Regions from separate parts of the Gossypium hirsutum genome. Here region 1 is linked to region 2. A link is a contact called in public Hi-C data. All regions are on one chromosome and are shown on one strand. Each heading gives the region's core, a stretch centred on a gene start, on an enhancer-like site or on the middle of the called end of the contact. The rest is flanking DNA. Distances are from core to core; before and after follow the strand shown.

Region 1 (2,700 bases), core at 133-2,632, 260 kb before region 2:
ATTTAATTTAAATGCACTAATTTTTTTTATAAAACAAATACAATTCATAAATTATTTATACTTACTTTAAAATATCTAAAATTAAAAATAATATACATTTAAGTTAATTTAATTAAAAGTATTCTTAAAATTATTTCCGGAACAATCATGTAAACTGAGTTTGAGCATTAATGGTCAGTCGGCAAATACAACTTGTGTCAAAGAGAGAAGTAAAAGTATAAAACGTGGATCACGCGTGTGAGGTATGCTTTTTGTAAATCAAGTAAAGAATTACAAGACTGATGAAGTCGGTGAAAACAAGCGTTTTGCTGCAATTTATCAACACAAGGCCACCCCTAGTTGGAAGAATAAGGAATATGCACACAAAAAGGGTTCTTCTCATAGCAGAATCACAGACAAATCTAAGTGAATATATCTCAATTTCCAACTTTGGACTCATGATTCTATAGTACTACCAGTTCTTGAAATTTGAGCAATAAAGGGTTGTAAAAAAATCAAACCAAACTAGCTGCATCTGGCAAGCCTTGATGGTGATCACTATCTCTAGTTGAGCCTGAACCAGGCGGCGGCGTACGGTTGTTGTTTGGCCTCTTTACAGCAACAGAAGCCCGGCAAATAGGACAATTGTTATGATTGTCAAGCCACAAATCAATGCAAGTAGTATGAAACGAGTGCTTGCATCCACTCAACTGCTTTACTTCTTCCCCATCTGCAAACACTGATAAACAAACGGGACACTCATTCCCGATTTCTTTAGAATGAGTCTCTTTTTGGTACTTGACACCTGAAACAGGCTCCCTCCTCCTCTCGGTTATTTCAACAACAGTACTACTCCCATGATTGTAACCGGGAAGGTCTTCGGGGCTGTCGTGATGACGTTCCCCGGAAGACCAAGGAGGGCACTTGACGGCGAAAAAGAAAGAGTAGATTAAAGCGGGGATAGTTATGACAGCCATAAGAGCGAGAATGAATTCAAGAGGGGATAAATCAACGCTTCTCGGTGAATCAGGGAAAGGTGGGGGTTGATTGATTGTCACTATAGTAACAGTGGATGCGTTTTGATCTGTAAGAGGGTATATTTGGGGTGATGAAGAGAAAGGTAATGGGGGAGGTGAGCCGATAATAGTGCTGTTGGTCGTGTTGTCAGGCTGGAAATCCGGTGGCGACGACACAAAGAACGGCGGCTGCGGCGGTGGTTGTGACATGATAACGGTTGGTGAGTTCTCCATGATAAAGGAGAAAACAATGGTAAAACTTGAATTATTTTTTATTGAGCAGGTAAAGGAAGAAATGGTGCTAGGGGCGGTGGTGGGGGAATGGAGATGTAGTTTTCGGGTATTCTGAAAAAGCAAGAATTGAGAGGGAAATGTGGGGACAAATTTCATATAAAATCATGAAAGCAACGCATGTTATTGGTTTATGGATTTTGTTTTTAAGCATAAAGGTAATTAAAATCTTGACTGCAAAAGTCAAGAAAGGAGGCCCAAATGAATGCAACTCGACCTACTTATGTTCTTGACCCGTTGCCCACATTATTCAGGCCCAAATTTATATTAGGCAAGAATCCAAGTCATAAGAGAATGAGTGGAATTTCATTGATTAACCTGCCTTTCTCTCTTTGGGTCACTTCCAAGCAAATTAACAATGATATTGTTGAAGAAACCCACATGTTTTCTTTGAAAATTGAAATTAGGTTCTACTAAGATAACTCAACTCCATTATCAAATAATAATAATAATTCAGTTATCATATATTTAGAAAAGTAGGCAGTTGCTTGGTGTGAATCCAAAGAAGAATTGTAATTGATGAGATAACATTTCCATCATCATTGCAAATGGAATCGTGGACTATAGAATTTATAGCCTATGCTCCATATCATTATTTCTCATTCTAACAAGTCAGAAAAATCATCAAGTTTTCTTTCTATAAATTCATTTGATGGATTTATTCTTCCAGCAGAATTAATGTAACTGAAAGATGATCTGGTGCTGATGCTTTCTTACGTACTCAACTAAATGACTTTTTATTACTTAAATGCCAACCAAAACAGTAGTTTGACTTGCTGTCACGAGCTGTGGAATGTAAATCAACTTGTGCAGTATTAAGCAATAAAAAGAATTTAAATAAATTATTGTTATTAGGTATACTAGTTATTTTAATTTCGCAAGCAAATTATTTCAAGAAGGAAGAGATAGAGAAGAAAAGGTGATTGTTATTAAGAAGTTAATTCACCTATGACAAGTGAAGAGCCGAAAGAATAAGTTGAAAGGAAAAAAAAAGAAACTTAAGAGAATTTAAATAATCCATAGCGGGTGATATAAAAAATGTGAATGAGAATCACCTAGTAAAAATAAGACAGTAGACCATCCGTGAATGCATTCTAAGTTGCCTCTAATGTTACCATTGTGTAAGCTAATGTAGGGGTACAAAAATATTTAAAGAAAGATTATTATATAATGCATTATTGTGAATAGACTCTCTTTTCTTTTAACCGTTTTTTAACATCAAAAGTAAAGTTAAGAACTTTTTGTCTTTTTTATTAATTAAAAGATATGTGACGGATGTATAAATATTTGCCCTTAAAAGAAATAAAAGGTTATCCAAATTAATAATATATAATATGCAATATGCTAAAAAGAAACCCGAGATGAAAAGAACACATAGAAGACGTATTATGGTCAAAATCCAAAAAGAAACCTA
Region 2 (2,748 bases), core at 12-2,511:
AAATGTAATTAAAATTTAATGTTAATACTTAATACTAAATATAAAATATTTTTAATAAAATTTTAAAAAAATAGCAACAAAAGTGGCAGCTCCTGTGACTCGTCAACGCGAAGCATGCGTAAACAGGCCGCCGCACTTAGCTTAGCTAGTCATTGGTCAGTCACTTACCAAATTGCTATTTTATTCCTAATAAAGCATGATGTGGCAAAACAGAAACGTGTAAACAATACACTTTGACACTCCATCATAATATTTACTGCAGCCTTGAAACCTCACATTTAGTCGCATTTCAATACGGATAAAGTCATAATAAATTTTGAGGGTTGGAATAAAATTTTAATTTTTTATAGTTTATATTTTTATAATTTTTAAAGTATTAAATTAAATTTTTATAATTTTAAAAGTTTAAAGTGTTATTTTATTTTTATTAATTTAAAATTTTAAAAAATTTAAAAAGTTTAAATAACAATTTTTTATTTTAAGAAGGTCGAAGTCAATACCAGCCCTTTAAAATCGCCTTTTGAGCCCCAATATAAAATTTGAGCCAATACATAAAATAAAATTTCGTCGTGATTTTTACATACCACCCTTTGATTATAGAAATTTAGTAAAAAAAAAAGTCATAAATTTATTTATTTTTGTACTACTTCTATCAACAAAACTTTTGCATTGAATTTTCATTTTCATAAAATGGAATAAGATAAAGTTATAAAAAGAAATAAAGGAATTTCTTTTAACATCTGTTTTAGTATTGATATTTGGAATGTTTGAATATTTATACATGGTAGGAGTGGTGCAGGTGACAACATCTTCCTTCAAAGCCTTACGCCAGCTTAATGTTGATTAGTAAGGAGTAAGGTGTCGTAAACATTTTATGCAATGATTCACATTTTAGTACTTACCGGTTTTAGAACACTTGCGATCAATTATTCCCAAGTCCTTTATTAATTTTCACAAATTTTAAGAAATATGTAACATTAAACTTCTTTAATATTTCAAACCTTTTAATCGCAAATTAAAAAGAAAACAAAGTGTTTAGAATGAATATATATTAAATAAGAATTTATATTTGATGTACTCAAAACAATATAATTTTATAAAAAAGTATTATTATTTGAAGACAATGAATGCAAAGAAAGTCAATTTACGCTATGTGCATCCATAGTCCGTGACATTTACAAGCTTAGAACAGTATAACCCAGCATGCTCAGCTCCCTGCTATAAATCCCCGCTTTCCTCTCTTCATCTTTCATTCCTTCCACACCATTACTGCATGTGATCAACAAATTAAATTGACCCAAAGTTATCCCCCCCCCCCCAAAAAAGAAAATGGGTGTTAACGTGACCTCCATTAAGACCTCATCAAATGGAGCTTGGCAAGGTGATAACCCTCTCGATTTTGCCTTCCCATTGTTAATAGTTCAAACCACTTTGATTCTTGTCCTTAGCCGTTTCCTTGCTTTTCTTCTCAAACCCCTCCGCCAACCCAAAGTCATTGCTGAAATTGTTGTACGTATCTGGATTCTATGTTTCTTTATATTAGTATTAAACTTGATGATTATGATGATGAATATTGATTCTATGTTTTCAGGGGGGGATTCTGCTTGGGCCCTCAGCTTTTGGTCGAAACAAAGACTACTTGCATCGGATATTTCCATCATGGAGTATGCCCATACTGGAAACCGTGGCAAGCATTGGTCTTCTTTTCTTCCTTTTCCTTGTAGGTCTCGAGTTGGATTTAAGCTCTATTCGTCGAACCGGCAAGAGAGCCTTCGGCATAGCACTTTCCGGGATATCCCTTCCATTCATCTGCGGCATAGGCGTTGCCTTTGTTATTAGAAAAACCGTTGAAGGAGCTGACAAAGTCGGCTTCGGCCAGTTTCTTGTTTTCATGGGAGTCGCGCTCTCCATCACCGCTTTCCCCGTTCTCGCCCGAATATTAGCTGAGCTCAAATTGTTAACAACGCAATTGGGAGAAATCGCCATGGCAGCCGCCGCATTCAACGATGTCGCTGCATGGATTTTATTAGCTTTAGCTGTTGCTCTTGCTGGCGATGGCCCTGGTGAACAGAAAAGCCCCTTAATATCAGTATGGGTCCTCCTCTCGGGTGTTGCTTTTGTCGTTTTTATGATGATCGTAATCCGACCCGCCATGAAATGGGTCGCTCGCCGATGCTCACCCGAAAGAGATGTCGTCGATGAGGCATATATTTGTTTAACATTAGCTGGTGTAATGGTATCCGGATTCATGACCGACCTGATCGGGATCCATTCCATCTTTGGTGCCTTTATTTTCGGACTAACGATTCCTAAAGAAGGAGAATTTGCAGAGAGATTGATAGAGAGGATTGAAGATTTCGTGTCAGGTCTGCTCCTTCCGCTGTACTTCGCGTCCAGCGGGTTGAAAACCGACGTCGCTAAAATCAGCGGTGGGAGGGCTTGGGGACTACTGATGCTGGTTATATCGACGGCTTGCGCGGGCAAAATTATAGGGACATTCGCGGTGGCTCTGATGTTTAAAATGGCGGTGAGAGAGTCGTTGGCGCTTGGCGTTTTGATGAATACAAAAGGCTTGGTTGAACTCATCGTCCTCAACATCGGCAAGGAGAAGCAGGTGAGTGCGCATTATTCTTTATTTAATAATATTTTTATGACTTTTTTTTTTCATTTTTAACTAATAATCATATTTATTTATTAAAAAATGAATAAATAATAAATTTAAATTTAGTAATCAAAACAAATTTTAGG

What was found. Hi-C and Micro-C count contacts between places; a contact is called where the count stands out from the background.
Region 1: a Hi-C map of leaf shows a contact between it and region 2, with 1.6 times the contacts expected there. The contact joins the promoter of LOC107899302 here to the promoter of LOC107899299 in region 2. A contact is called at or near these places in 3 of 34 Hi-C or Micro-C datasets (callus and leaf).

Annotation. Positions count from the first base shown.
Region 1 is chrD04:44,736,714-44,739,413 of Gossypium_hirsutum_v2.1, reverse strand. LOC107899302 (RING-H2 finger protein ATL33) reads right to left here and starts at 1,382. Exons shown (of 1, transcript XM_016824979.2): 1 at 230-1,382. The coding sequence starts at 1,229. The coding sequence ends at 495.
Region 2 is chrD04:44,477,767-44,480,514 of Gossypium_hirsutum_v2.1, reverse strand. It overlaps LOC107899299 (cation/H(+) antiporter 20), which reads left to right and starts at 1,261. Exons shown (of 4, transcript XM_041091229.1): 1 at 1,261-1,509; 2 at 1,592-2,614. The coding sequence starts at 1,330.